Linked DNA regions of Mus musculus: region 2 is linked to region 1. The links are chromatin contacts, called in public Hi-C maps. All regions are on one chromosome and are shown on one strand. The core of a region is the stretch at or near the end of the contact, and the rest is flanking DNA. Distances in the headings are between cores, read along the strand shown.

Region 1 (5,671 bases), core at 1,473-3,972:
ATTCATAGTCAGAAGAGCGAGATGAAGGCAGGCATATAATGGTGCCCACCTTGCTCTCTCTACTTTTATAGGACCAGCATACCCCATTCAAAAATGTTCCACCCACAATTAAGATGGCTTTCTCCATAACAATTCATATAATCAAAATAGTAATCTCTGAGGCTCACTTCCCAGGTGATTCTTGATGCTGTCATGTTGACAGTTAATGCTAGCCACCATGGCCTCCAAGCTTCTTGTGGCCCCATAGAGTGTGGGATAACTCTTCACACTTACCCAGTGCACGTAATCGATGGGACAGGTAAGATCAAACATCCAGGCATCTGTGACTAGGATTTGGAATGGATTTTGATTTTTGGACTCGGAATACTTGTATCTAAAATAGGGGAACTTAAAAAAACCTTGATTATGTATTGTGTATGTGCATGTGTATGGGTATGTCTGCCATGGCGTATGTGTAGAGGTCAGAGCACAACCTGTGGGAGTCGGCCCTCTCCCTCCCACACTCAGATCCTGGGGATCGATTTCAGGTTGTCGGTCTTGAAGGCAGTTGACTTTACCCAATGAGCCATTTTGCTGCCCCAAGGAACTAGTTTATATAGCTCCTATATGTTAGGAATTGTGCACATGGGAGGGGAGTTATCTGTGAAGGTCTATTGACCAGAAATTTATAAAGAATAAGAAATGGATAGCTAGGTATGGCAGAGTAGCCTACAAACCTAGCACTTGAAAGGTGGAGCCAGAGGATCAGAGGTTCAAGGTCACAGTCACAGTCAGCTTGAGGATAGTCTGGATGCCAAGACATCTCAAGGGAAAAAAATTGGTGTGTATGCTGGAGAAGGATTTGACAGCATCCCCATGGAATACTTCCGCACTTAACTGACAGTCAGGAGTTTTCAGTTGTAAACTGTGAATATTGGGACTCTAAATACCATCTTCCAGTGTAAATTTCACAGAATTTTCAAGAGCTAAGTTCTGAAAGTGTTTGAGTATATGTGGGGTGGACTCGGGGGTGGACAAGAGAAGAGTCTACTGGAAAAAAAGGGGATAATTAGGCAAAATTATTTATAGACTGAAAAAAATGTAATATTCTAGTAATAACATTGTATCTTTCATGGTTTGAATTTTCACATTTTCAGTGTAAGTGACCTGCATTCTGAGGAGGAACTTCTGGAAACTGTGACCTGGGACGGTGCTATAGAGATCAGGCTGGTTTCAAACTTAGGGCAATTTTCTTACCTCAGCCTTCCCAGTACTGGGAGTAGAGATATATATCACCACACAGGCCCTAAGATGTCCCTTACGTCGGGCAGCAAGGGAGATGTAAGTTAGCAATACTGAAGAACTTTCCATAGTGAAACTACCACAGCAGAGTGAGGAGGACTGTAGGATTTCTTTGTTTTAAGGCTTTGTTGTGGGCCATTAAATTGGCTCAGAAGGTAAAGGCTTTTGCCAACAAACCTGGGACTTCAAATTCGGTCTCCCAGCCCCATATGATAGAATGAGAGAACTGACTCACACGAATTGTCCTCTGACTTCGGTCCCCCAGCCCCACATGATAGAACGAAAGAACTGACTCACACGAATTGTCCTCTGACTTCCACACACGTGCTGTGGCATGTGGGTGTCCCTCTGCCAACACTCCTTGTCTGAGAGAAACTCAGTTTTCCATTTCCAAATCAGTGTTTAGCAAAAATTCTTAAAAGCCCTTTCCTCCAAGCAAATGGAAACTTGAGACATGGTTCATGGAAGCAAAGTGTGTGTGTGTGTGTGTTTGTGTGTGTATTTGCATGCTTACACTAGAATTTGAACCCTGGAAACAAAGTATGTGAATGTGTGTTTGTGTTCGTATGTGAATGTGTGCGTATGTGTGTGTATGTGTGTGTGAATGTGTGTGTTTGTGTGTGTGTGAGTGTGTGAATGTGTGTTTGAATGTGTATGTGTGTGTATGTGTGTGTGTTTGAGTGTGTGAATGTGTGTGTGTGTGTGTGTGTGTGTGTGTATGTGTGTGTGTGTGTGTGTGTGTGTGTGTGTGTGTGTGTGTTTGCATGCTTACACTAGAACTTGCATACCGGGGTTTCTGCATATGCTCTCCCATGGATCTCTTCCCCACCTGAGGAATGCAGTCCTTGTTTTACTTATTATGCAAGTTTCCCTTGAAGCACATCTCAAGCTTGCATTCGGTTGGAGGAGGGGGAGGGTCTCTTAAGGACTTTTGCTGAACATTGATTTGTGAATGAAAGACACAGCTGAGCTTTTAGATAGGGAGTTAAGAATCTCGAAAGGCAAAATGAACAATCATGGCAAACCAATCGTGGTTTTATGCAACAATGGGGAGTAATATTTTGAAGTTCTGTTCTTCCTTTTTACTGCAGGCTGCGGCCAGGAACTCAGCATTAGCATTTCCATGCAATCGGTGGGTGGTGTTGCTTATCTTCTTAGTTATGTAATCCTCATTACTCATTAGGATGTGGTGTTCTAGCCTTGAAGCCTCAGACATTTCTCAGGCAACGTAATGATCTGTGCTTCTCAGGACTCTCATTGGCAAGCTTACTAAAAACCATTTCATGTCCACACAGCTTTACAAAAGATGTCCAGGCTGCTTTCTCTGTGTTGTGTTACACATTTTTTTCCCCTTTCAGTTTTGGTAGGTTCAATAGCAAAGGACCTGATGGTTTGGAAAATGTAGGTTAGCATACCACTGAGGAAAGTCCCTTGCTGAAACACAGTAGACAGAAAGCAGGAAGTCAGCGGTGGCCGGCACAGATTGCTGCTGAGAATTCTCATTGCTGGCCCAGCCCCGCTCCAAAGGACTGGTGGCTGAATAGCGAGGAAGGATGGAACTGTTGATCTTTTCCTTGGGTTTCTAGATTAGGATAATTGTTATTAAAGCAACACTTGTTGCTCATGGCACCCTCCTGATGAGTCCATGGTGTGTGTGTGTGTGTGTGTGTGTGTGTGTGTGTGTGTGTGTGTGTGTATGCACGTAAACATGACTGTGTATGTTGATCCTCTGGTGTGTCTACCTTGTTTTATTTTTATTTTTATTTTTTTATTTTTCTCATTGGTCTGGGCCTCACCAAGTAGTCTCCGCTGGCTAGCGAGCCCCAGAAATCCTCCTCCCTCATCTCCTCAGTGCTGGGGCTACAAGGATTGGTCATTACACTTAACTTGTATTTATTTATTTATTTTTTGGTCTTCATGCAAGTCTCCCAACTGGAGCAGGGACAGTTCCTAAGTCCTGCCCATGGATCCCATTCTCCTAACTGGGCTGCCTTTTGGGAGAGGATTCGCCAGCCCGGCAGAAACTTGATGTGTCAGGGCTGGGGGATAATGGGCGGGGATGGGAGTTCTACCTTCTCAAAGGAGAAGGGAAGTGGGGATGGAGGGAGACACTGTGTGTGTGGAGGGGTGGGGGAAGGAGGAGGAGAAGGAGAAGGAGGAGGAGAGCATCAATTGTGCTGCAAGGTGAATACACAAATTAATTGATGGGAAAAACAGAACAGAACCTGCATTCTGGAAGGGAGGCAGTTTACTCGCTGAGTTCTAGTTCTCTCCCAAGGCCAGTAGTACAGCTTTGTGCTATGCCTGCTCATGTATATAGGCAAGCAAGTGATGCCTAGCTTGGGCTCTGGATGGATGGATGGATGGATGGATGGATGGATGGATGGATGGATAATACAAACTGTTTTATAACGGGAACTTGTAGATGTGAAGTCTGGCTCTCTCAGTCACCAGCTGCCTGACGGTATCTGTCAATTACCTTTCTTATCACGATGAGAAAAATACCCGGGAGAAAGGATTTAAGGACAGAGAGGTTTTTCTTGGCTCATGAGCTGGAATCATGGAGGAGGAGGTGTGTTAAAGTGACTCTGTGGTACCATGTGACATGTACATGTGGGATCATGTGACATGTACATGTGGGACCATGGGACAGAGGAGGTTCTCACACACGAGCGAGACCAGGAATCAGAGAACAGGACCACAGCTGGAGGTGGAACACAACCTTCAAAGGTGTGCTCTTAGAGACCTAAATCTGCCAGCCGGGCCACATGTCCCAAAGGTTCCACAAACTTGCCTAACAGCAGCACTAGCTCATGTTCAAGCACAACCTTATGAGGGACATTGCTGATGGAAACTGATACCCTAGAAGCTCGGCCTTCGGCTGTGGTTTCCTGATGGCTTAGATCTGGGCTCTTCACTGTTAGCATGCTCTGCTCTGCAGTACAGTAAAGATTTACAGTAGTTCACAAGCCAGGGTCTACACTGCTCGTAACCTTCTTCAGTCACTGGATTTGTCAGAATTTCCAGCATCTCAGGGGCTGAGACTAGTTTAGTCAACTTTCTGCTGCAATGAGCCACATCACTAACCCCAGCTCTTTCCTCCTTTAGGGGGCTGTACCTCACCCATTGCTCAAATAACCTCAGACCTGGATAGGGCAAGGAGGGGGCAGAGTCATGTAGCACTTTAATCCCCCTGTACTGAGAGACAGAGGCAGGTAGATCTCTGTGAGTTTGATGCCAGTCTGATCTGTTTCTAGTTCCAGCCAAGTCAGGGCTACACAGTGAGACCTTGTCTCAACAAACAGACAAACAGACCAAACTCAGACAGTAAAAGTATGAATGGCTGGGGATGTAGCTCAGTGGATCTGGATGCCAGGATCTTGGAATTGATTTCCTGAAGTGCCCCAAATAAACAAACATACAAAATAGATCATACAATAAGAGTAACTTAAATTTTTTATGAAGCACTTATTATGTTTCAAGCTTTTATTTAGTCCCACAATTATGTTGTCATTATCATTAACCACACCTAAGCTAAGGAGGGCTGCCATTTGCATAAAGTTACCAGAAAGCATCATAGCGGGAACTCCTGCCCCCAACTCTAAAACCGGTGAAGAGTCTTGGCCTGGGCTACTTCTAACTTTCCTTTCTCTGTAATTCTGTGTCTGTGTTGCCACTGCACCTCTCTCTAGTGTGTCTTAGACTCTGTATTCCAGGTCCACTAATTTTAAAGCCACACCAGCATCATTATTTTCTGGCAGGGCAAATATGTAGACACTTGCTTGTTGAGTCTGGATGTGAGCTAGATGTCACAATTCAGGATTCCCTCCAAGGTTGAGGACCACGGTGTTATCACTTACTTTATATTCAGGATGACTTGTGGAGTCAACTCTATCATCACCATCAGCACGATCATTGTCATCATGATCACCATCACCATCGTTACTTGAGATAGACTCTTACTTTGTTGACCATGCTACCCCTGAACTCATAATCCTGCTGTAGCCTCAATGCCACAACTCTGGGTTAGCTTTTTCATTAACTAATATCTTACAAGTGATGAAACCGAGGCAAAGAGCTATTATTCAATTACAAAGTCAGGGTCAAATGGAAACTTTGGTGGGCATGGAGGTATACAGTTGCAATCTGAGCTCTCCAGGAGGTGGAGGCAGGAGGACTGCTGCAAGTTTGTGGCTAGCCTCTTCTATAACAGAGAGTTCCAGGCTAGTCAGGGCTGCATAGAGATCTTGTCACAAATGACCGCACATCCAAGCCTTATCCACAAACCAAGTGTTAGCTTCTGTCAGTACTAAATACTTATTAAAAATTAATTAAATGAATGAATCACAACATGACTGAGACCTGTTTGGTTCTTAGGCTTGCAAAATGC
Region 2 (5,671 bases), core at 1,679-4,178, 270 kb before region 1:
ACTTTATTCTCTTCATTTAGGGACTTTTGGTTTTTTACCTCCCTCCACCAGGGTGTACTCATCTATTTGTTTGTTTGTTTGTTTTTTCTATTTTATTGACTGTTTCACACCTAGCACTTATAACACAGTGCTTAATATATACAAAATGTCTTTTGGGCAAGTTACTCTTCTTTAGAGAATGTATTATTTCATGATAATTATTATGCTTAGTGACATAGCATTTCTGGCTTTTAAACTGTATGTTATATATTTTATCTTATGTGTGTGAATGTTTTGTATGCACTCCATGGGTGTGCTTGATAGCCTCCGAGGACAGAAGACGTTGTCAGGTCCCATGGAACTGGAATTACTAATTATGAGCCCCATGTTAGTGCTGGCAACTAAAGCCAGGTCCTCTGCAAGAGCAGCAAGGACTTCTCAGCTCCCAGCACCGCCCCAGCCCCTGGGAGTCTTCCTGTTTTATGTCTTCCAAACCATGGAACAATAAATGTGATTACTCATGGTCACTGTAGAGACTGGACTTCACTCTAACATTTTCTTTAAAGCAATGATTCTTGAAGTTTTAAATGATTTTATAATCTATGATATGTTTAAAAAAACCAAACATGAGTTTACTATCTTTCAAAGTAATTGGTAATTCAGGAACAGGAGACGGCGGTCTAGTCTTCCCATTTCCAGCTCTGTGCTTAGGTGGTGCAGTGAATGCGCACTGTTGCCCTAGGAATTTTAAACGTAGTGGAAAGCACACCGGCTTAATGTCTTGCCAGACAATGTGTGCTGCTCATTCATTCACCATGGTTTTAGCATCATTATTGGATGATGTCATATCTTTTCTAAACTAGAGTTTTAGTCATTGGTATGATTAAAAAGTAAGAGGTACGTAAAATCTACTGAAAAACAGGAAACAGGAGTGGCTGGTCCAATTAGCAACGTTTTAAATATTTGCACATATGTCGTTTAAACAGTGATCAACTCTTATTACATGAATTCTGAATTGTTAGTCTATAACTACTTAACCAATAGAATCACTTTTGTGGCCTGAGACAGTAAGGGCACTGTGAACTGAAAAGCTTCACTACCACTTGGTTTCCTCAGTAAGTGGTAATAGCATCCTCAACAGGAACATTTAGGTGTTGGGGAGCAAAATGAGATCTTCCATAACAAACATAAGGGTTTAGGCTGAGATTGCTGTCAGTCATAGATTCTGGGAGTCTTTGAACTATGCATATTTATTAAGCCTTAGTTTAAGAAAATCTATGTTTAGTGAGCTTTATTTAAGAAGTTCTACTTTAGAACTGTTTTAGAATTCTTTACAGTAGCAAACATAGAAGCCATATAACTCTCAAGATTCCACCCTTTAGAAAGGATTTTTTCCTTTGTTGAGGACCCAGGTTTTATGTACCAGGTAGACAATGCCAGATTCAGTGTTTGTTCATCGAGATAGATAGGGTCTCTCTATGACACCCTGGCTGTCCTGGAGCTCTCTGGGCAGACCAAGCTGGCCTCAAACACACAGAGATCCTCCTGCCTTTGCCTCTGCTGGGATTAGAGGCCTGTGCCACTATGCCTGGCAGATTTAGTATTTTAAATGTGCAGGGTCATACACACACACACACACACACACACACACACACACACACACACACACGCACACAGTCTGTCTTGAAACCAGCCTTACAGCTTTAGGGCCAAGGCCAAGGCTCTCCTGTGGGTTACATTGCTCCCAAGTCATAACCACTGCTGCCCTCCAAAAGTAACAGAGTAGCTACACTTGCTGTTTAAAGCTTTATGTGCTCTTACATAAAGTGGTTTTTGTTGCCTGTCCCAATAGTTCTTAAGTGTGTAGCTCTCATATTGCTTAGTGTGGAGGTTAGCAGAATGGTCAGTCTTGTGCATTCTGAACTAGTAAGCTCAAACATCCTTAATGGGAATAAAGCCTGCCAGCCTTTGTCTATGTGGGTCTCAGCTGCAGGCCCTTTAGCAGCAGGAGCCTTGTCATATTTGGTCTGTGTTCCCAGACAGCACCATGGACATGGGCTTCTTGCTATGTCAGGATGCTGCAGGCTAACTGTGTGTGCTCCTGACTTAGATCTACAGTTGTCCACTTCTCAGAACAGTCTTGGCTTTTATAAAGCTTCTATGGGGAGAGATGTCTGTGTTGGGGGTTATTCTTTTCCTTTACCACCTCATAGACACCCCAGTACTGCCTATAAAGATCCACTGTTTCTGTAAGAAGTCAGGTGTCTTTGGAGTGATATGTCATGGGTCTAAATATTGATATTGTTTTGTGAGATGGGTATCTTTCTTTTTTAATTTCAAGACTGTATTTGGTTTTCAGCAGTTCAACTGTGGTTTCATCCTTTTATGCTTGAGAAGTGTACTTTTTCTTCTCTAGTCTGTCATCTTTGTGAGACCTCAGCTAAACATATGTTAAACTTCACTTTTTAAGATTTATTTTTAACTATGTATATGTGTCTGTGCAGCCATATGTGCACATGAGTGCAGGTGCCTGTGCAGGCCAACGGCTTCAGATCTCCTGAACCTGGAGTCATGGACAGTTGTGAGGCACACGATGTGGTTTCTAGAACCAAACCCAGCTTCTCTGCAAGAGCAGTACACACTCTTACCTGTTGAAGCGCCTCGGCAGCCCCAGGGTTAGACTCGTGCTTTGTTTGCTTTGAGACAGCGAGAACCTGAGACAGGAGAACCTCTTTTGGTTGTCTGAGTTGGACTCTGACTGCCTTTTTTCTTTGGCAGGCTTTGTTAGCATTTCTCCCTATAACTACTAAGTCCTAGTTATGCTCCTGGCATTAATGTTAGTCTATAGAAGAGTCTGAGTTTTGTTGCACTTTACTGATGAGTGTTGATTTTGCTTCTGTTGGTTGCTTATGGCAGCAGGAAGTTAGTTTGGCTGAACTCAGACTGGCAGCTGTGCGTCCCAGGCTGAGCAGCAGCTGAAGTCTGTTGCTTCGGCGTCACTGTGGGTGCTCCTCTTACTACTTCTGAGGTAGGTTATCATAATGTAGTGCAGACTGGCCTTCTGGCCATGGTTGTCAGATCTCAGCTCCTGGACTTTGGGGTTGCAGGTGTGTCACACCTGGCGCTTGCTTGGGATCCTGCCTTTTTAGCCTTGATTGACATATACCTGGTATGGAATAAATCCCATGTGTTTCAAGTCTGCATTTTGATAAGTTTTGAGATGTGTCAGTACTTCTGAAACCATTTTCACAGACAAATGAGAAAATATCCACCTCCCCAGGAGTCTCATCTCCCCTCTCCCCAGTTCTGTCTCCAGATAATCGCTGGCCTGTTTCCATCATAGAAAATGTCTTTTGTTTCTTCCCACTCACTCAATTATATTGAGATTCATCCATATCATTGCTAATTTCTATACTCCGGCCTTTATTGAGGAGTAGCAATTATATATATATATATATATATATATATATATATATACACACATACATATACACACACCATAGCTTATTTACCCACTCACCTGTTAATGGACATTCCAGTTGTCTCTTGTTTTACAGTTTCTGATAAAGTTACAGTGAGCATTTGTGCTTTCATTTATCTCAGATAAATACCCAGGGAAGGCTGAGAGAGATAAACTTTTTAATCTCTGATCTTGGGATCAGATATTGTCTATGAAAATGCAGAGAGCTCTGCAGGCCCACTTCTTAGCTTACGAGTAGGCCAGCTCTTTAGGCTCATTGTAGCTTTGCCATGAGGCCCTTGTCTTTCCACATCAGTCTTTGGTCAGGCTCCTGACTTGTGCAGAAAAGACTGTAGGGAGTTTGGGGACTGCATAGAGTCTCTAGGTCACTTTGGAGGAATTCCTGTTGTGGCACTGTTGAACCTTCCAGTTCATGAGCATGATTTAGTTCTTCCTTCCTAACTCACTTGGTTTTCCTTAGCATTGTGCAGTAGTTTTCAGTGTGCCTCTTATGCATAATTTATTAACTTACCCATACATATTTTATATTTAATGCTACATGACCTGGGTTTTATTTAATTATGTACTTGGCTTAAGAGCCAATTTAAGTTCAAAAAGCAAAATTGATCTGAACATACAGAAAGTTTGGCATGCCCACTGTATCTCCATCCACAGCCCCTGCCACGGACACACTAACTGAGGGTGTACTGAGGAGCACACTGTCAGCTTGCTATTGCTCCAGCTCTGCTCTTTACTTAGGGCTCACCCTTGCTCTGCAGGTTTTCTATTTTGACAAAACATAATACCACCATAATTGTTTAAATCAGAATTTATATGTAGAGGCCAGGATGCCCCACTCCTGGTCCACTCTCTCCCACTCCCCGTCTATCTCCTTTGTAGAGTTTGGTTGTCAGTCTCAGGCTCCATCCTGAGTCCACAGGAGAGTAGCAGTGCAGGTTTTTCTTTATGTCCAGGGACTTCACAAAGCCCAGGTCAGAGTCTGCCCTTAGACGGAAGGCCCAAAAGATGAGCTTCTCCTCAGTGCTGACCTCTCTTCTCAACTGTAACTGTCTTTCAAGTCTGCTTGCTCTTCCTTGCTTTCTAGAACCTTCACATACTTGTTTTCATTGTTTTATCCAAAGTTCCTATCTATTACCCAAGGAAGGCTCTCTCTGATATTAAATTTACACTTTGTAGAAACTAGACTCTGACAAGTTTTCAGACTTGTGTTTCAGGACCCTACCTACTCTGGTCCTGGGCCACTGATGGCCACTGGTTTAAGCCTTGTTTCTAAGCCTGTTCCCCTGGCATATAACTTACCCTTTTAGCTCTTTAAATAATCAAAGGAGTTTGTTGTTTGTTTTCCCTTTCTGGAAGTCTAAAGAGTTCATCAGAATATCTTGGTATCAGTTGCTCAGAGCTGCACTGTGTGGCAGTGTCCTTTAGGGATAGGTGGTTCACCTTGCATCGGATTGACTGCTCTTGGTTTGGCTTACTTTGGGCTCCTGCTTTCCACCACGCTGGGGCCTTCTTGCTTTTCTTCACTATTTGTCACCTCATGGGATTCTCATGACTCTGAGGCTTAGACTTTTACTTCTTTTTGCCCTCTGTATTGCAGACCTGACCTTTATGTGCTGTTGTGTTACTTTGTAGTTGAGTCTTTGTTTCCAGAGTATCTGCTTTGTTCATTTTTTAGACTTACTTATTTTATGTTTATGAGTGTTTTGCCTGTATATATGTATGTGTGCCATGTGCCCAGAGAGGTCAGAGGAGGATCTCAGAACTCATGCAACTTAAGTCGCCATGTGGGTGCTGGAAACAGAACAAGCACTTTTAACCTCCCAGCCAGCTTTCCAGCCCCTCGTTGTAGATTTTTTTAAAATATCACTTTTTTAAAAAAAATATCATTTTGTGCATGTTTAAATTTAGAGATTTCAGATGTGATCCTTTAAGAAAAAAGGTAGATAATTAGGAGGTAGAAAAAGTGGCTTGGACTACTATACAAGTAATAATGTAATAGTGAAAATATACACAAACGTGCATGTCTCTCTCTCTCTCTCTCCCTCTCTCTCTCTCTGTCCATCTCTCTCCGTCTGTCTGTCCATCTGTCTCTCTCTGTCTTTTAAGAGCCTGTGGAAAGAAACATAACTATGGACTTCTCTGGAGAGGAAACAGTAGCATTCTAATCCATGATCACCTTGCTCCTTGCCTTTTGTAATCCATCATTCCTTT

Evidence for each region. A called contact is a pair of places that touch in the nucleus more often than the background predicts.
Region 2: a contact with region 1 is called in a Hi-C map of group 2 innate lymphoid cells, with 5 times the contacts expected there. The contact joins two enhancer-like sites. A contact is called at or near these places in 7 of 484 Hi-C or Micro-C datasets (the G1E-ER4 cell line, the HPC-7 cell line, embryonic stem cells and 2 more).

What each region holds. Positions count from the first base shown.
Region 1 is chr2:9,747,077-9,752,747 of GRCm38.p6, reverse strand. No RefSeq gene overlaps it. Among named protein-coding and RNA genes, the nearest start is that of Gata3, 130 kb to the left of the region's middle. Within about 2 kb of position 2,722, at least 50 of the 459 cell types and tissues checked have an H3K27ac peak or open chromatin away from gene starts, as enhancers often do. A contact at or near this core is called in group 2 innate lymphoid cells, where this site is marked.
Region 2 is chr2:10,012,413-10,018,083 of GRCm38.p6, reverse strand. All of the region lies in intron 2 of Taf3 (TATA-box binding protein associated factor 3), which reads left to right. Among named protein-coding and RNA genes, the nearest start is that of Taf3, 33 kb to the left of the region's middle. Within about 2 kb of position 2,928, at least 28 of the 459 cell types and tissues checked have an H3K27ac peak or open chromatin away from gene starts, as enhancers often do. A contact at or near this core is called in group 2 innate lymphoid cells, where this site is marked.